Linked DNA regions of Mus musculus: all the other regions are linked to region 5. The links are chromatin contacts, called in public Hi-C maps. All regions are on one chromosome and are shown on one strand. The core of a region is the stretch at or near the end of the contact, and the rest is flanking DNA. Distances in the headings are between cores, read along the strand shown.

Region 1 (3,147 bases), core at 188-2,687, 290 kb before region 5:
CCTGTTTGTTGCATAGTCCCTTTCTCTGCCTGTCTCACACATTTGTAAGAGGACCATTGCTTTTCTTCTCATATTTTCCCATGAGGTAAGCACAAACCTGGGACTGTCTCCGTAAGATGTCAAGGATCCAGTGGAATAAAATTTCTCCTTTCGAGCCCACCAACAGCTCACTTGGGAAGCTAACTTTGTCTTTCACAAAGCAGTTGGTCAGAGTGGACCCCCAGGTAGAGGTTCATAAGGGCAGGGAGACATGAACCATAATCACCGACTTAAATTCATTTCTCACATATTTTCCCCAGAATCTCCATGCTCTGGTTGGCCCACTTGCAAACAGTCAAAATGGCGGAGAAATTTTCCACTAAAATTTTATTCACTTTTTCAATCACTGAAGGGCCCTAACTTTGTTCATTTGGTAAAGTTCAAGAAATAAGTAGAAAAGACAGACAAAACCCACTCCCAAATAGAAGACAACAAATGGAAAAAAGAATACACACATGCAATGCGTGTGCGCGTGAGCGCACGCACACACACATACACACACTCATCACACACACAGAATACACAGAGAACATACACACAGAACACACACACAGAACATACACACACAGAACACACATACAGAACACACACACACAGAACACACAGAACACACACACACAGAACACACAGAACACACACACACAGAACACACACACACAGAACACACATACACAGAACACACACAGAACACACACACAGAGAATACAAACACACACAGAACACACATAGCACACACAGAAAACACACATATACACAAAACACACACAGAACACATACATACGCACACAAAACACATACACACAGAGAAAAAACACACACAGAGAAAAAACACACACATAGAGAAAAAACACACATACAGAGAAAAAACACACAGAGAACACACACACACACACACACACACACACACACACACACACACACACGTAGTTTGGGGGATAGCTCAGTTAGTAAAATGCTCCCATGCTTATCTTGCAGGCATGAGGACTTGCATCATTTTATCCAGAAACCTGACTAGCTCATTTCTGAAATAGTTGTTTTGTTTTGTTTTGTTTTGTTTTGTTTTGTTTTGTCTTTTTGGTGGGGTGAGGAAGCCCCAAATAATTTTGCTTGTCTTTCCTGTTAAAAAAAACAGAAGCTTGTCTCTAACATCTTCTCCTTTTCCAGTCTTATATTAATTTCTCATTTTTTGGTGTGACTGATCACTTATTGGTGTGTGTGTGTGTGTGTGTGTAGTGTGAAGGGTTGCTAGCAGAGACCCAAACAGAAAGGATAGTGCGACAGGCTTTAATTATTCCCTCAAGGTTTCCGGTGTTGAAAACTTTCTGCGTTCTCAGTTACTCTCTGACAGGGCACAATTTCCCTCTGTATTTTCGGTTTTCAGAGGCTAGGACAGCGAAGGTGAGCCACGTGACCACAGGCTGGCTGACCTCCACTCGTCGCCATTTCCTCTCCTCTCTACCCTCTGCTCCACTTCTGCTATTTCCTTTAGATAAGAAGCCGAATCATCCCACAGGAAGAGCAAGATGTCATGCTGTCTCCTGTAGCTCCCCAGCGCTCAGGAGCCTTGTGGCATTACATTGCGACCCTTCAGGAATAGTCTTTGCTTCTCCAACGGTCTGTCACCCGGCACAGAAGTCTGATTTTCAGTTGAGGGATTGAGTACAACCCAGACCACTTGTGGCAGGCCTCTTCATCTCTCTGGGATCTGAGGAGTTGTGCCCTCAGGGTGGCCACCTAACTCAGTTTAGACTGTACAGTGTTTTACTGCCAAGCCTTACACTGTGGTTTTGTGGCTGGGACAGTTTACATGTCAGAAGCGGGGGATTTTTCTGCTGATATTTTACATTTGTTTTGTGTGCTGGCTTTAGGACAGCAGGCTGAGCAAAACTGTTTTGCCTTTCTGCTCTATTCAGTGACAGCATGTTCTCAGGCACACTAATTCACACCGTAACATTAACTCTGGTGAGGCGTGGGTTACTTTAAAGGGTGGTCTCCCATCCAAGTGGGAACCGGAATGGACCCTGCTTAGCTTCCGAGATCAGACAAGAACTGATGCATTCAGGGTGGAAAAGGGATGTGGAGAGTGGCGCAGAAGGGGGCGCTGATGCTATAATTTCCAATGGTTAGAGGCTCTTGCCTTTTTCTAGGGCCTTAAGCTGAAATCTCAAAAGGGCATGAAGAAACAAGGAAGATTTTATCCTTCTCTTCATGTTTTAGCTCCCCGAAACCGCCAAACTGCCAAGGCTGAGGTTCAGACTGTAGCTGATGCACGCAAGCTCCTCATATATTATTTTGCGTTGCTGTTTGCACGCATCCATCAGGTGCGGTCATTCACCAAGAGAGGTGGCCACTGCATTGTTTGCTTAGAGCCGAACCACGGTCTCCTTGGAGCCAAAACTGGGCTTATTTCATTAGACCACCACCTTTTTCTTTCCATAGTCATTTGTGTTTCAGCTATAAATAATACAATCTATGTTTTAAAAATCACAATGTAACTTGAATTTCTAAAAATACTCAGGAGAAAATCATTTTCTGAAGGCTGGCCCTTCTGCCTTTATCTCTATGTTGTTATTAAAAATGATGATGAATTAACTGACAGGCATCCTCAAGATTGTCTATAGCGTTTCCTTTTCTGAGCAATGTAGGACAGGCTAAATAAGAACACATTTGGCATGATCTGAAGTCAACGCTGTCTGGAACATGGGGTTGTAGATAGCTGCTTAAAGTCTAAAAATTCTAATGATCTTGGGTACAGTCCCCTTTTCTGTAATTTTTTTTTTGTCAAAAAATTTTACCTCACTTAAAATATTCAGAAGATAATTCTATTGTGTTAATAATTTTTCTTTTAGGTTTGGTCTTTAGACATGCGACAGCTTAGTGTCAAGTTTATTGTGTTGCTTATTATAATACCCACCACAAACATTCATTTCATTTCACTGTGTATTATGACTCTTTTTTATAATCTATTTTTTGTTTCGTCATCTCTCATATATTACATCTCTAGCTGTTTTCCCTCCTCTCCTGCCAGTGTCCCCCCAACTCCCCTCTCCCCCAGATCCACTCCTCCTCCATTTCCTTCCAGAAAAGAGCAGACCTCCCAGGGATACC
Region 2 (3,308 bases), core at 164-2,663, 340 kb before region 5:
GACCCCCTGCCCTTTCCTTAATCCCTCAACACCCTATGCTCCTTGCTCAGGCCAGGTAAAACCTTGCTGCAATCTGCCTTCAGTTGGCTGAACTTTTAGAAGGATAATTAATTCATGGCAATGTATAAAGCATGATTGCTCAAACTCTAGTCTTTTGACATTTTGGCCTGATATTCCTTTGTTTGCCCTTTCCACTGTTGGGTAGTTAACCAAATCTATGACCTTAGTCCACTAGACACCAATATATCTTCTTTGTAATGGTGACAATCAACAATGTTTAAAAAAAAATCCTTGGTGGGTAAGTCTTTCTCATCATGAAGAATGACTAAATCTACTGAATATAGAGGCTTTTAATAGTTAACTTCTAACAGTCTACGGATCTCTCTCTTTTTTTAATCCTATGTAGTTTCTTAGAGGCAGAGATAGACAGATCCTTGGGTCTCACTGGCTGGTTAGCCTGGCATAATCGGGATGTTCAATGCTACTGAGAGATCATGTCTCAAAAAAGGGGGTGGGCAGTACCCCAGATTGTCCTCTGGCTTCCACACACTGCACTTGTGTGGCATGTAGACCTCCCTCCCACAACAGACATATGTGTACACACATGATCATCCACATACACTGGAAGAAAGAGAGAAGCAAGAGGAGAAAGAAGGGGAGGAAGAGGGAGAGGAAGGCTGTGGTAACACAGGTCAGGGAAGAATGGTCTTGTTTGTATTCTGGACACTTAGATTAGTGAGGTGGATATTTCCTCCCTTGCCCAACCCCAGGGAACGGTACCCCAGATGACTTGGAATAAAGCTTGATGCTCCATTTATAACTGCACTAAATTTCAAAAACCACTTCCCATTCTTTACTTCCAACATGTTTTCAAAGTTACACATTAAACAATAGGAAAGGATCTCTCTCTCTCTCTCTCTCTCTCTCTCTCTCTCTCTCTCTCTCTCTGTCTCTCTCTCCTAGTCAGTTTGTCTTTATTATAATGCAAATTATTGACTGGTAGTTTTTTCCCTGGTATTTAGTAACTGAATTAGGTTTATGATTCAGCAAAACCTATCGCAGAGCTGCTCTTCAAACAAAGACAAAAACAAATTGTAAATCGGTGCTATTTCGTGGTGTCTCTAAACACACATTTGGCATTGACTCCAGAAGACTGAGGGCTGAGGTCCAAAGACTGCTGCCTTTTCCTTGATTTGCATTTGGCTTTGGGAGTTAGATGTTTTTGCATGCGTGCTTTCCTCCTCTCCTCAGTTGCAGATTTTTTTTTCTGTGAACTTTTGTTTAACAAAGGTGGACACGTACTGTGCAATGAAAACATTGACTGTAAATCATTTCAGCTATAAAATGTCCCTGTTTGGAGCCCAGTGATGGCTCCCTTGTTCCTGAAATAAGAAGGATTGCCAACATCTGAATGAGTTGTTTAATTGGTCCACAGGGACAGACCCCAGAGCTGTGCAAGAGCTGAGTATCTGACCTTCTACTGTTCTAGATTTTTCCGTGAGACCCAAAGGATCTTCGGGCTGACCATTTACCAATGCCAACTGTTTATTTTGCATGGTAAAATACCACAGGCACCACAGAATTCATAATAACGACAGAACGAGTTTTTCAAAGGTGTGTGTACTTGACAGGCAAAAAATATGCGTGCTTTGTAGATTCAGTTCAGAGTAGCTGGAAACATTTCTTTACGGTCATTGCAGGGCTTGGGACACCAGTCACAATGTTATCTATGAAGCCCAGGTTGGAGGGATGCAAAAACCTTGCATTGGTCACAGAGCAAATAATTAACTAATTTACTCTGGATATTTAAAATATGCCCTGAATTCTTATTGCTTCCTGAAACCCTCCCTTTCAGAAAAATGAAATATGCTGCATAAATGTGCAGACTCTAGGAAAATCATTGCCAGAGTACCTGGTGACCTGGTATGTGTTGAATGCTTTGTTTTTGATAAGCAGAAACTAAGGAGACAGTCCATGCTCTGAAGCTTAGGGCTGTGACTTCTCCATGATGGTAAGAGGCTTTGGAGAGAACCCTCCGTTTTTGCTAAACACGAGAGAAAGTATTAGAGTATTCCTTTGCATTTCTGTCTTTTAATTAGTGGGTGTGAAGTGGATATTGAGTGCTGTAGCTCCAGGATTGGGGCGGGTGTCATTTTCAGAAGCAAGGAAGACTCTGAGGATCCAGGAGCTAAGGATTTGATGACCGTTTTCTTCCCAAGTATCTAGAGATAACAGCAGTGGTCAATCTCCCTGTCTCCATTGTGGTTGCAGTATTCCTTATGCAGCTGGTATATTGAAAGAGAGCTCAGGGAAAGAGAGAATGATGGGCAGATGCCAGACTGACAGAGAGTAGATCATAAAGTAAATTGATTCTTTGGGATGAAAGCAACAAGGAACCTATTATAATAGCTAATCTGAAGGGGGAGTGTGTTCACCAATGCTGAGGTGTTTCATTAAACCTAACGGGTACGAAATCACTCAGAGCTCATGACCTTGAGGCAAGGACATAGTGCTTCCTCTCCAGCTCTGCTTATTCTGTTAAGCTGTGTCTTTTCTCTCTGTGTGAGACTCCCTTTTTCTTTGTTTACTGCTTTTGGGCACTGAATTTAAATGCCTGGGTGAGGGGGACAGAGCTCAGGACCCAGCTTGGATTTGAAAGGCACCCAATCTACAAAAAATTAGTGGTGGTTAGTATGTTACCTTCAGGTATATAAGGCCTAGGAGTGGTCCCTTGAAGGAAGAACCAGGCTATGATACCTTAAACACAGAGATTGCAATATCATCCAAAGTATGAATGGATGAGCAGAAAGAAAAAAGAATTTCAGTCACAAGGGAGATTTGCTCTCTCTAAAGAGAAAGGAACCTGTCTTCACTTTACAGGAAGGAGCCTTTAGAGGCACTAACATGATAGCAGAGCCAGGAAAGCCTGATGTAGGAGGAAGAGAGGGGCTTGGAGAGATTTACAGGCTCAGAAGAGACTCAGGAGAGGTTTTCCAGACAATTGCTACAGAAAACAAGTCAAGAGGGGCTCATGGTGCTAAGAGTGTATTCAACTGTGACCACAGGAGTATGTTCAAGGTAAGTTTGGGTAATTGGACTGTGGGAGACTTTGAAAAAGCGGGAAGGGATTTAAATTTGACAAGTAAGGGTGCACAGGAAAAATTGATGAAGAAAATGACATAATAAAAGTAAGGCTTTAAGGAGAGATAATACATCAATAATATATACTAGGCACTAAATTATGTCATTGAAAACAGGGCAGCGTTGTGAGGAAGGTTTTCGTGTTCAACATAAAAATAGAAGTTTCT
Region 3 (3,144 bases), core at 524-3,023, 480 kb after region 5:
CTCAAACAGGGTGAATGGTTTCTGAGTAACCCCTGACCACTGATATTTGCACACAAAAGCACATATATATGTACATGCACTGTCAAACACAAACATACATAAATATATGCACACATATAACATATTAGATGTATTTAGGAATAAGGAATGTTTTGGTGTCTAGAGATACATATGGAAAAGATCAGCGACAGAGAATATTTGGAAATTTATAGAAAGAGCAGTTGGACCGGACCCCTAGAAGTCACACAATCTAACTAGCTCTCCTTTTTCAGCAGAGACTAGGATCAACTGTAGGCATACCAGAGACTGAGAGTTAAAACTCATTCTTGAAACAGACTTGAACAGTAAAAGCCAGCCTTCTTCTTTTGATTTGATGGCACAAGGCAGCCAAGCTTTCCTAAGTGCCCTCTAACCCCATGTCAATCAACAATTGGAGAGATGCTACCTTGGGGAACTGCTACCCCAACATAATCTATATGTTCATATAGATTAATATTTATACAGCTCTAAGACAAATTGATATTCCAAGCAGACACAAGTCAACCTTCATAAACTCCACTAATAGAGGAAGGATTGAAACCTATCTTTAGGGCCTCTGTCTAAACATGAATAAATAATCAAGATTCTCTGAATAGTTGAGACTGGTGTCTGAGGTGAATGAGAAAGATTATATGACATACAAATGGCAACAAGAAACTCTGAAGAAAAAAGAATCCAGCAAACTAAAGGCTGAGATCTTTCCATTCATTTTCTTCTCATGCCAGTGTGACATGAGATACTACTTAAGGGAGGAGAAGTTCATTTTGCCTCCTGGTTTCAGAGGGTTGCTCAGTGCTGAAGTGCTGGGTGAGGCATGGTGAAGTTCTGCCAATGGGAGCATAGGTCAGAGACTCCTCATATAATTAAGAGAGAAAGCAGAAAGACTTGACAGGACTCCAAGTGGGTATGACTTTTGAAAGCCTAAAGTAGTCACCTACCTCTGCCAACCAAGCCCTACTTCCCAATAGTCCAAATAGTCACAAACTAAGGACTAAGTCAAAACATGAACCCATGGGAAATGTATTCAAATTGTGAGAGAACTAACCTCTTCTCTCTCCCCCCCTCTCTCTCTGTGTATGTGTGTGTGTTTGTGTGTGTGTCTGTGTGTGTGTGTGTCTATGTGTGTGTGTGAGTCTATGTGTGTGTGTGTGTCTGTGTGTGTGTGTGTGTGTGTGTGTGTGTGTGTGTGTGTATGTCCAGGGGAACAAAATATGAGGTAGTCTGAAGTGAATAATATAATTGCATAAATAAAGAATATAATAGCAAAATTAGAAAATAAAGTTGAAGAGATTTTTTTTTAAGTAAAATAAAGAACATAGGTTGGAAACAGGAGACAAAGACAGAAAATTCACACACTTGGTCCAGGAGGTTAGCCCCCTGACTGGTACCAATTTCAGTAAAGGAGAGAGAGAAATAGGGAGAAAGTTGTGAGCTACAGAATAAAAGCCTCCAGGGGCAGAAAAGAAGAGGTGCGATAAACACTACGCAAATAAACTTCAAAACAAAAGTGTTCATCACGTTTTCAGCACTCTGGGAATAAAGAGATCTTAAAACTTCAGAGAGGAAAAACCTCACACAGAGATGAAAGAATTAGTAGAGTTTCCCAGGTACCACAAGACCAAGAAGTCCTTTAAAATTCACAGGACAAATAAGCGTATTCTAACCTAGAAATGAGTGTATCAGTCAACTAAAAGGGATGGTGTGGTGTGTCTCACACAGCTCCCAGTAGCATCTGTCCCTGCCTCCTGTGTGGTTAGTTTGTTTTTTAAATGGACAGCTAAGAGATTAAATCCTAGCAAAACCCAGAGTTTGGCCAAGAAAAAGAAGGAAGATAGTGACATAAACACAGAGAACATCGAACACATAAGTAAAAGTTTACGTTTCGAAAAGTAATAAATGGTGCTGGAAAACAGCCAACCTGTAAAACATCATTAACAGCTGGACTGTCTATTAGAAACTGACCCCTCTAAATCAGGCCTATCAGTGCTGGAAATCAGAAAACATAGTTTTGGCTTTGCAAAGGACTTTAGCAAACTTTGATTTTCACATTATACAGACAGAAACAGGATTTACTTTCTTCCTTGGCAGATTGGCTAGGTTGGCTTCTCAGAAGCCACAGTGGAAAGGGCTGGGTCAGCATAACTAAGAAGGAAGGGGTCTACGGTCTGGAGTTGGGGGAGGGATGCTCCTTACAACACGCCTGCCTCTTCTTTTCTCGGTTCAGTTTGGCTCCAGGCCCAAGTCCAGTCCCATTGTCAGATTAGTTCTGTCACTGATCTGGAATGGGATGGTCTGTTTTTAGCGAGACTACTGTATAATCGCATTGCTTTTATTGTGAAGATTTGCAACCATCGCTGTAAACTTGGTGCAAATTTTCTTTGTCCTTTCAAAAAATAATAATTGGCTTCTCTCAGTCCACAATGCATTCTATTTTTGTCCTGGTGAATGTCACCGCCCATAGCATTGAGGCAGAGTTAGAGAGAGTGGAAATTTGTTGCAGACCAATAGACCCTTTCATTTGTCTTTTGTGATTCTTAAATATGTTCTGCTGAAATATGCTTCTTCAGGAGAGTCATAATTTAACAATTAAATCTGATGTTTTCTTCGCTCTATAGTTCTATGTGGACTACAGCCTTCATGAATCTTCCTCCTCAAGAAAATGGTGATGTTTAAGACTTTACCTCTCTTTTCTGTACACAGGACGCCTTCTCTATGACTCTAGCTGAGTGGATTATCTTTTGCTAATAAACTAATCCTGTATTCCAACTCCCCCACCACCACCACCAAAAGACCTATCCAAAATGCAAGCAGTGTAGTTCTAAATAGCCTGCTGCTTCATTTTTTGGGAGCTTAAAACTTTGGTGGAACTTCTACTGTTTGTCTTTTTCCAGCATGAACTGCTAAGACTGCATATAAGAAGATGACACGATGAATTAGTTTGTTATTTTTAATCTTTTACTAATCTTTATGTGATAAACATATGATTTGTTAGCATCCAGTAATTTTTCTCCTGTTGGCGAAAAGACGTGTTCGGATTTTCCCCTTGGTTTCTTAACAATAATCAGTGGCAATCAAAAGGAAGTGTGGAACTTGGGACCAGATGAT
Region 4 (3,545 bases), core at 951-3,450, 390 kb before region 5:
TGGGGTTATTTGAATTTCTGGAGTTCAGCTTCTTGAGCTCTTTGTATATATTAGATATTAGTCCCCTATCAGATTTAGGATTGGTAAAAATCCTTTCCCAACCTGTTGGTGGCCTTTTTGTCTTATTGACAGTGCTCTTTGCTTTACAATGCTCTTTGCAATTTTATGAGGTCCCATTTGTCAATTCTTGATCTTATAGCACAAGCCATTGCTGTTCTATTCAGGAATTTTCCCCCTGTGCCCATATCTTCCTTTTCCTCACTTTCTCCTTTATTAATTTCAGTGTCTCTGGTTTTAAGTGGAGTTCTTTGATCCACTTAGACTTGAGCTTTGTACAAGGAGATAAGAATGGATCAATTCGCATTCTTCTACATGATAACCGCCAGTGAAGTGTTCTGCAACCCTATAGGTGGAACAACAATATGAACTAACCAGTACCCTCAGAGCTCGTGTCTCTAGCTGCATATATAGCAGAAGATGGTCTAATTGGCCATCATTGGGAAGAGAGAATCCTTGGTATTACAAACTTTATATGCCTCAGTACAGGGGAATGTCAGGGCCAAGAAGTGGGAGTGGGTGAGTAGGGGAGCAGGGTGGGGGTAGGGTATAGGGAACTTTCGGGATAGCATTTGAAATGTATATAAAGAAAATATCTAATTTAAAAAAAGGAGAAAGTGTGAAAAAGCCTCGAATAATACTACCAGAAGATCCAGCAATACCTCTCCTGGGCATATACCCAGAAGAAGTTCCAACTGGTAATAAGAACACATGCTCCACTATGTTCATAGCAGCCTTATTTATAATAGCCAGAAGCTGGAAAGAACCCAGATGTTCCTCAACAGAAGAATGGATACAGAAAATGTGGTACATTTACACAATGGAGTACTACTAAGCTATTAAAAACAATGGATTTATGAAATTCTTGGACAAATGGATATATTTGGAGGATATCACCCTTAGTGAGGTAACCCAATCACAAAAGAAGTCATTAGATATGCACTCACTGAGAGGTGGATATTAGCTCAGAAACATAGAACACCCAAGATACAATTTTCAAAACACAAGAATATCAAGAAGAGGGAAGACCAATGGGTGGATACTTCATTCATCCTTAGAATAGGGAACAAAATACTCATGAAAGGAGTTACAGAGACAAAGTTTGGAGCTAAGAAGAAAGAATGGACTATCCAGAGACTACCGCACCCGGGGATCCATCCCATAATCAGCCACCAAACCCAGGCACTATTGCATATGCCAGAAAGATTTTGCTGAAGAAACCCTGTTATAGCTGTCTCGTAGGAGGCTATGCAAGTACCTGGCAAATACAGAAGTGGATGCTCACAGTCATCTATAAGATGGAACACAGGTCCCCCAATGGAGAAGCTAGAGAGAGGACCCAAGGAGCTGAAGGGGTCTGCAACCCTATAAGTGGAACAACAATATGAACTAACCAGTACCCTCAGAGCTCATATCTGTAGCTGCATATGTAGCAGAAGATGGCCTAGTGGGCCATCACTGGGAAGAGAGGACCCTTGGCATTGCAAACTTTATATGCCCCAGTACAGGGGAATGCTAGGGGCAAGAAGCGGGAGTGAGTGGGTAGGTGAGCAGGGCAGAGGGAGGGTATAGGGAACTTTCGGGATAGCATTTGAAATGTATATATAGAAAATATCTAATAAGAAAGAAAGAAAGATGAAAAAAAAAAGAAAGAAAGAGAGAGAGAGAGAGAGAGAGAGAGAGAGAGAGAGAGAGAGAGAGAGAGAGAAAGAAAGAAAGAAAGAAAGAAAGAAAGAAAGAAAGAAAGAAAGAAAGAAAGGAAGGAAGAAAGAAAGAAAGAAAGAAAGAAAGAAATACTACTGTCCGGAGCACTGAGCGCACGAAGTGGCAAATGGAACTGCGACGTATTCCTCCAGGAGCAAGGGTAAGAACATGGGCAGACTTGTTTCTTATTCCAGTAACTTTCTCACTGGCACAGTGTGGGAATCACAGAATTTGATGCTTTTGCTGTTCAATGCTCAAGATGAAATTCAGTCCAAATTGCTACAGTTAGGGATGCTAACTTAGCTCCTTCCTTTAAAGAGTCAGGGAGAAGAATTTCCAATTTTCTGCCTCAGCTCAGTGCACGCTGCCTGGAGGGCCGTGGGGCCTGTACGCTGATCTGGCCACTGACTCGGTTTGGGAGGGAAGATGGGAATCAGCAGATTTTTCAGGCTCAGCCGTAGCGTGGAAACAGATGCCCTAAAGCAGAACAGAATCCTCTGATCATGCTCTTGGCGGCTGCCACAGCTCGCATGGCCACCATCTGCTAGAGTAATGCCTCCCCATCCCCCCGAGTGACACTCCTTGCTTCTGGTAACCTTCCCATGTGAGTAGTATCACTGATTTGGGAGGCTGTGAGCTATAAATAATAGCTTCGGCAGCCTAGCTCAAGCCAAGAGCGGATTCCTTCCTCTCTAGGAAAGAGAGAAGTAGGCTGTTACCCTCGTCTATTTTCTTCTCCCTCTTATCGTTTGTCTCTTACCAATTTCCTCCCGCTAAACTAGCTCCTGGTGCTGTCTTGGCTTACTAGTTGCAACTGAGGAACATCTCAGAGTTCTGAAGTTCTGTCTCCCCACTCAGCAGAAACTTCAATTGGTGTGTGTGTGGGGGAGATTAATGCTTATTCTAGCTAGGAGGGATTTTTTTTTTTTTTTTTTTTTTTTTTTTTTGGTACCAAGTATTTAGCTCCCGAGATACTTTTGAGCTAGGTGGTCTCTGGAATGCTGCCCTTGGACATCAAACATTCCAGATTATTTGGTATACAGTTGTAAGTAGATTGGCATGGGCACCAATTAATTTCTCGTCCTGCCTTTGGAGTAATAGCACTAAAGCTCGGGACTGTCGTCTTGTAACAGGCTGCACTGAGTACAGTTTCTTCAGACATTCTGCTCTACTTTTATTTGGCATGTATTTTAAAAATAGAGTTCAGATCTGGTTCTAACTTCAGGATGTTGGGTGGCATCGCTGATCTGCCGTCACGGAGCACTGCGACCCAGATGCCAGCAGGAGGAAGATGCATTTCATACTTGTAGAGTTGAGTCCAAGATCAAGGTGCTGGCTGGTTTGTTTCCTGGCAGGAACTTTTTTCCTGGCCTCACAGATGGCTGATGTCTTTCTGTATCTTCTTCTGGGAGCGAGGGAGAGTGTATGGAAGAGAGAGAGAGAGAGAGGGAGAGAGAGAGAGAGAGAGAGAGAGAGAGAGAGAGAGAGAGAGAGAGAGAGAGAGAGAGAGAGAGAGAGAGGGCCACAACTCCTTTGGTGCTTGTTAAAAACAAAGGTGTTGTCAGGGTTGATTTCCTTTATCAACTTGACAGGATTTGGAATCTCCTGAGAGATATGCCTCTGGGTGTGCCTGTCATTGTCAGGGTGTTTTCAGAGAAGTTTAACTGAGGATGCAAAAATCTACCCTGCATATTCATGTTCCTAACTGATGGCTGATGAAAGGCAACCCAGTACCTCAACTCATCTGTCACTGTGTGTCCTGTAAACATGTCTTTTAGAACCAC
Region 5 (3,196 bases), core at 691-3,190:
TAAGTATCTGATTTAATGTATCTGTCTATCTGTTTGTCTGTCTGTCTATCATCTATCTATAATCTATATAACTCTATCTGTCTATCTATCTTTCAACCATCCATCAATTATTTATCTAGCATCTCTATATATCTTCTATATACTTATCATCTATCTATCTATCTATCTATCTATCTATCTATCTATCTATTGTCTAGCAATCATCATCTACCTCTCGTCACTTGCTATTTATTGTTTTTTTTAATTTATCTTGTTCTATACTTAATAAAGCTACGTAATTATAGAATATTCCCTGGACTTTATGAATCAACAGCTAAGTGTTCTAATCACAAATGCCTTGTGGTCTTCTGATGGACATTTTGTGAGCTTTTTTCTTCTCCATGCTATAAATTTTATTTTTCCCTTGATCTGGGGTTAGATGTCATGGATTCCCAGAATTAGGAAGAAAGGTGAGAGTGAGGCTCTTGAGTGTAACTAACAGTCAAAATTTAAAAGCTTTAGTGTAGTGGAGATTATTTTCATGGTCTTTGTGTCATTGCTCAATTTGATGAATGTCCAAGTATGGCCTGAGTGTAAGAGTCTGATTTCTGTGTGTCAAGAACTTTGGTGAATAGATAATATTGGAGAATAGCACAGAGATTTATAACATTTGGTCTTGGGGAGATTTTACATAATAGGGAATTAGCAGAGTAACACAAAATTGGCCTACATTAGATGCAAGAAACTAATTTATTCAGTATATTCTGTGTAATTAACTTACATACTTAATAAATACTTGAACATTTACTGTGTATAAATCATTATATTTAGGGATGTAAGTTTTAAAAGTTAATTCTAGTGAGAACATAGATCTGAGCCTAGTAATCAAGATTAAACATATTACTTTTTTTTTAAGAGCAGGAGAGAAAAAAGATTGGTGAACTCTATTTAATTAGTGTTATCTCTGGAAGTTAGTTTTTTTGTGTAACCACCATAGATTAAAAAATTGTTTTAGCTAGAGTTTGACAAATAAAGGCAAGTATTTGTACAACCAAAATTGTTCCCAGAATTAAGATTATAAAAGCAAACAAGGGCACATTTCTTTATTACAGTAAAATCTAGGGTTCTAGAAATAATATTTAATTTCATGTGTAGATAGAATTGACTGTCTTTAAGGTATGCTATCAACAGTCATTCAATTGATAATGCTTATCACTAGTTATGTCCCAGGCACGGTTTCCATGCTGGAGATTGAAAAATTAAACCAATTGTACATCACCACATTGCTCATTAGACTAATTAAGGTAATATAAAAGTGAGTAGTTGCCATTTCCAGTATGGCCTGATCAAGACATAAAAGTCAGTAACTGAGAGGTTAATGAATAGTTCCCAAACCATGTGTTTCTCAGATTGGATGGAAAGTGTTTAAAGATTTATCACGAAGACAGTAAAAGTAGGACTCGTCTTGGATCCAGAGTAACTATGAGAGGCCAGAACATATTAAGCAGAAGGATTTACAAAGTTAGCTACTGATGAATAACAATTTGAAGTCCAGAGACATAGCCCAGTGGTTGAGAGCCTTTATTGCCCTTGTAAAGGACGTAAATGTGATTCCAAGCATCTCTATCTGGTGACTCACAGCTGCCTGAATCCCCAGGAGATCTGATGTCTTTTTCTGTGTTTTGCCCATAACTCTGCATGATGTTGTTCTCCTTTATATATACATATAATTAAGAACAAGCAAACAAAACCCCCCAAATCTTTTTAAAAAAAAAAAAGACAACTTCAGGCTTGAAAATGAAATGTTAGCAACATTCAGAAGATAAGAATAACAGCTCATCCATTTGGTGTCTAGAAGATCTTGATGGTGAGCATCTGACCATCAGAAACTCCCTGGTTCTTGTCTGTGTTAGTACCAGTCATCCTATTCCTGGCTTCAACTCAAATCAATTATTTTTATTATCTCTGTATGTTATACAAGGTGTAGACATTTTAATTCCTACTAGTCACAGATCTTAAGACTTCTAAGAAGTATGAAGAGCAGTTTTTAATTCTCCCAAACTTTTAGAACTTTTAAAAAGGGCAATAAAATAAATTGAATTTTCCATCTCCTGGAGACGTTTGAGTGTCAAAAGCACCCCCTTGTAGCCCAAGGTTGTACATCATAACTCCTCAGATTTCACAACAGTTTATTACAGTGAAAAAAAACCCACCCACCTGGCCCTGAGTACATATCCAATTTATGAGCATCCGAAGAAGACAGATTCAGATACATTAAAATGTGGTTTCTGCATTGATCGTGATATGCAGCCACATAAAAAACAATGCACAGAACACCTTTACTACCCAACAGCTGTGGGGGAATCGTTGAGTAGAAATTATCCCAGCTTGGGAACATTAGATTAGACATGAACACAAATTATAGGTATTAATTTATTTGGGAAAAGTTGAACATTTAAGAAGGCCATTTCGCCAGTGGAAACAAAGATGAGAAACTGTCAAATGGATCTGAGTTGTGCAGAATTCTGCCTGGCTTCCAGGAACAGAATTGGAAACAGATGTCCTCCTAGAATGTGAACATGATCTTATTACCAGACGTTTCTTTAAATGAAACCCTCAGAAACAAAATGGTTCTTTAGTGGACGCTCAGTCAAAGGCAAAGAAATAATAGATAAGTTGAGAAATATGTCATAGTCTTTGAATTTCATAAGTAGATCATGGCAATTTAGAGGCCATTTTCTGGAATGCTTCAAAAAACTTGATTCAAATATAACTCTTCTTTCTTCGTGGACATTATTATAAATGAGAAAACATATTTAATGGAAATACTAGAGCCTATAAAGCAGTCCTAAATTTTCCTCTTTTTTATAATTTATCTTTTTAATTAGGTATTTTCTTCATTTACATTTCCAATGCTATTCCAAAAGTCCCCCACATGCTCCCCCCCACCCCGCACTCCCCTACCAACCCACTCCCACTACTTGGCTCTGGCGTTCCCCTGTACTGAGGCATATAAAGTTTGCAAGACCAAGGGGCCTCTCTTTCCAGTGATGGCCGACTAGGTCATCTTTTGATACATATGCAGCTAGAGTCAAGAGCTAGCTCCGGGGTACTGGTTAGTTCATATTATTGTTCCACCTATAGGGTTGCAGATCACTTTAGCTCTTTGGGTACTTTCTCTAGCTCTCCATTGGGGGCCCTGTGATCCATCCATTAG
Region 6 (3,172 bases), core at 463-2,962, 500 kb after region 5:
CACTCAGGATGTATAGGTCCAGAAACAAGGTGCAGAGCCAAAAGGAACATCTGGGAAGCAATCCAAAATCAGGGCTACCATCTGCCTCTCCTAATAAGGCCACCCACCCCACTTTTTAAAACTTGAAAATAAACATTGTAAGACTGTTGTGATGAATAGGAAAACATAAAGGACAGCTTATATTGTTGTGTTTCTATTCCTCTTGTCCAGATGATGCCATTACCTACTTTTCCATGGCTCCTGACAACCCATAATAGAAAGCAATGAACTCGGTCTCCATAACAGAAAGCCATGGACTTAGTCCAGAAATCAAGGCAGTTTCCCAAGACACAACACCTACATCCAATAGGACTTAAACACGTATTCACCTGGGACTGCCCTTCTTCTCTCTTTCTCCTCTTCTGTGAATGGCTTTGCCTATCTTGATCACTGTGCTTTGCTTTCCTGACATCCTGCTGACCACCGTCCTTGGCATTTAGTGTTCAACAAAGAATAGACCAGAGAAAACCCATTCTAGTCCTCTTAAGGTAATCATGAATAAAAAAGCTGGCATTTTTAGCAGGTTTCTGTGAGTTCTTGAGTTTGAGGCCAGCCTGGACTTTCATTTTTTATTTCTTCCATTAAATGTATTCTTTAAAAAAAAAACTGTGTATATTCAGTTATATACAATAATCTCATTATTTAAAATACTAAATTTCTCCCAAGAACTCCAAATACATTACAGATGTTATAAGAATTCTCACACCAAATACCTTGGAACAAAAGGAAAGCAGACACTGTAATCTTTACAACTAAATCATTATACAATTTCACTGGAAAGTTTACATGATTGTTTCTCAATAGGCCTCCATGCAAAAATCTGTTTCTTTTTAAGAAAATTAAATTCTAATAATAAGTGACAATTTTCTGAGCTTAGTTTCTAGCAGTCTTATGATCAAGTTCCAAGACAGCCAAGGATCCATAGAGAGACTCTATGTAAAAAAACAAACAAACAAACAAAGAAACAAAAACAACAAAAGAACAGCCATTTTAGAGACAAAACACAATAATCTCAAAAATAAGACTGTGGTATGATTTTTTTTTAACTTAGCCCAGGGAAGATAGAAAACTAAAATATGACTTTTGGCTGAGTGTATCCAGTTTCATGGATTTAGTTGATAGCATTTGTCTGGCAGAATAGAGAATATTATAGAAGGCAGCAGAGGAGAAAAGTGAACTGAAGGTTTAAATAGAAGATGACTTCAATTTCTAGCAATGAAGCACATAAAATTTCATGAAGGGCCATGAGGAAGGCATCAAGGCAGAGCGTGGGGATCAAAGATGACATCACTCTAGCAGCTGGGTCATGGAGGCAGGGGAGCAGTGGTGGTTATAATCATGGGTAGATTCCAAACAAAGAGTGAAGGTTGCTGCTGCGAATAAGACAATCCAATAACGTTGCAGACTTTAGCCAGATCACGTAACTACTGGGAAAATGCCTTAAGGAACATTTTTTTTTTTTTAAGAAATGCTAAAGAGAAAAGACCAAGTGTGAGGTTTGGCAGAAGCTCGTGGCTGGCTGAGTTTGACCTTTGAATAAGTCTGCTGAAATTGACTCTGTGACGTCACTGATTCGCATAAAGAAAAACTAGAGCAAAGGTCAAGCTGAGTCTGCAGGTGTGGTAAGTCCTAAAGAAGACAGGAGGAGATGAGGTGTAGGCTGTGCTTCCCAGAAGATGGCATTAAAGATTGTGTGAGGAGGCCCGGGTAAGGCGCTACATCCGTAATGCTTGCACGAGGGGCACGTGAGTCAGTGATTTAACATGGCTATAAATGACGGCACCTTGAGTTTAAGTGTAAATATAAATATGCCAAGCATTAAATGTCTATATAAATATAAAAATGATCAAGCTAAATTACAGCCTGTACAAAGGCATGTTCCCTGCAGTCTCATTGTTTGGTGAAACTAAACAAGATAATAACACAAAGAATGATCCCTTATAAGTACTTACTGCTGGACATAATGCCTAAGGCTTTCTCACGTGCGTTCTCTCACCAATGCCTGAAATTTATGAGGTCGCTATTCATCAATGAGCAAACAAGGCACGGAGAGGCTACATTAGATATAGAGCAGAGCATAGAGACTAAGGCAAACATTACCCAAAACCTGTGCTCCTAAGCAGTTTATCGTCTCACCTACAGCCTGTAGATGTTCTGTTTCCTGTGCCATGAACAGTAGTGGTGAAAGGGGCAAGGCTCGTGCAAAGCACAGGGAAGGGCATCAGCGAACTATGGAGTTCACTCATAATAGAAGTTGGCATCTCATGGGAGAGAAATACAGTTGTGAGCAGTTAGGGCTGTCGAGTCAATGCCATATTGGCTGGGAAGCACTCTTCCTTCTTTCAGGTCCCCCAGCTTCACCGTGTGCCCTGAGTTTGGACTCCAGCCAGGAACTAGGAGTAGAAAAGAAAAAACCAAATGTCAAATGCAAGCTTTCCATAAGCTTCTGTTGAATGTTTGTGCTTGTGTCCTTCCACGAGAAGGAAGAAGACAGGATCATCTAGTCTTGCAGTGATGCAGAGAGATGCCATTGTCTGCATAGGCTCATGGCTTAGGAAACAGAAGAAAATAGATTTGGAGATGGTAAATGAAGAATCATGGTCCTGGTTTGAGGTTTTAAAATGTGGTGGGGAGACTGAAAACACCTCTCATAGTCAGCCTCTTGTTGATTGGTAGGAGGGTGTGTAATACCATAATCAATAACGGAGTAAAAAACATGAGACGCACACAAAGGGAAGGTCGTAGAGAGGAATGGACAAATATGACTGAAGAATCACTGTACAGCAGTTGGATTATGAGGCTACATTAAACAAACCATTACAATAATGGGATTTAAAAGTCATAGTTACTGTAAAATATAATAATAATTCTGAATTTCTTTAAACCCTGTAAATATAAGACATAAAATATTCAAATGAATTTAAGTATTTCTCCACAGGCTGTGAAAACACAAGTCACTCAAAACAACAATTAACACTCCAGCCAATATTCTTTGGGCTTAATGATGACAGCATTTAAAGTAATATTCTAATTCTTTCCAGATTTTGAGAAGACCATGTTGGGAAAAGAAAGAAAACAAGTGTGGGCATCTAGAGTAGTCAGGGTCTAGAATAAGTCAGAGTCTTATTACTGA

The links. A called contact is a pair of places that touch in the nucleus more often than the background predicts.
Region 1: a contact with region 5 is called in a Hi-C map of uterus, with 4 times the contacts expected there. The contact joins two enhancer-like sites. A contact is called at or near these places in 1 of 15 datasets of contacts at CTCF or cohesin (large pre-B cells) and 8 of 484 Hi-C or Micro-C datasets (myeloid progenitors, nephron progenitors and uterus).
Region 2: a Hi-C map of uterus shows a contact between it and region 5, with 10 times the contacts expected there. The contact joins two enhancer-like sites. A contact is called at or near these places in 8 of 484 Hi-C or Micro-C datasets (adipose-derived mesenchymal stem cells, embryonic fibroblasts and uterus) and 1 of 115 datasets of contacts at active chromatin or transcription factors (fibro-adipogenic progenitors).
Region 3: a Hi-C map of uterus shows a contact between it and region 5, with 4 times the contacts expected there. The contact joins two enhancer-like sites. A contact is called at or near these places in 3 of 484 Hi-C or Micro-C datasets (all in uterus).
Region 4: a Hi-C map of uterus shows a contact between it and region 5, with 2.9 times the contacts expected there. The contact joins two enhancer-like sites.
Region 6: a Hi-C map of uterus shows a contact between it and region 5, with 16 times the contacts expected there. The contact joins two enhancer-like sites. A contact is called at or near these places in 6 of 484 Hi-C or Micro-C datasets (all in uterus) and 2 of 115 datasets of contacts at active chromatin or transcription factors (a beta-TC-6 cell line and fibro-adipogenic progenitors).

What each region holds. Positions count from the first base shown.
Region 1 is chr14:102,805,056-102,808,202 of GRCm38.p6, reverse strand. No RefSeq gene overlaps it. Among named protein-coding and RNA genes, the nearest start is that of Gm41234, 12 kb to the right of the region's middle. Within about 2 kb of position 1,437, at least 172 of the 459 cell types and tissues checked have an H3K27ac peak or open chromatin away from gene starts, as enhancers often do. A contact at or near this core is called in uterus, where this site is marked.
Region 2 is chr14:102,853,501-102,856,808 of GRCm38.p6, reverse strand. No RefSeq gene overlaps it. Among named protein-coding and RNA genes, the nearest start is that of Gm34589, 20 kb to the right of the region's middle. Within about 2 kb of position 1,413, at least 6 of the 459 cell types and tissues checked have an H3K27ac peak or open chromatin away from gene starts, as enhancers often do. A contact at or near this core is called in uterus, where this site is marked.
Region 3 is chr14:102,030,355-102,033,498 of GRCm38.p6, reverse strand. No RefSeq gene overlaps it. Among named protein-coding and RNA genes, the nearest start is that of Gm41232, 140 kb to the left of the region's middle. Within about 2 kb of position 1,773, at least 3 of the 459 cell types and tissues checked have an H3K27ac peak or open chromatin away from gene starts, as enhancers often do. A contact at or near this core is called in uterus, where this site is marked.
Region 4 is chr14:102,901,851-102,905,395 of GRCm38.p6, reverse strand. No RefSeq gene overlaps it. Among named protein-coding and RNA genes, the nearest start is that of Gm34589, 69 kb to the right of the region's middle. Within about 2 kb of position 2,200, at least 80 of the 459 cell types and tissues checked have an H3K27ac peak or open chromatin away from gene starts, as enhancers often do. A contact at or near this core is called in uterus, where this site is marked.
Region 5 is chr14:102,511,230-102,514,425 of GRCm38.p6, reverse strand. No RefSeq gene overlaps it. Among named protein-coding and RNA genes, the nearest start is that of Gm41233, 57 kb to the left of the region's middle. Within about 2 kb of position 1,940, at least 14 of the 459 cell types and tissues checked have an H3K27ac peak or open chromatin away from gene starts, as enhancers often do. A contact at or near this core is called in uterus, where this site is marked.
Region 6 is chr14:102,013,656-102,016,827 of GRCm38.p6, reverse strand. No RefSeq gene overlaps it. Among named protein-coding and RNA genes, the nearest start is that of Gm41232, 160 kb to the left of the region's middle. Within about 2 kb of position 1,712, at least 6 of the 459 cell types and tissues checked have an H3K27ac peak or open chromatin away from gene starts, as enhancers often do. A contact at or near this core is called in uterus, where this site is marked.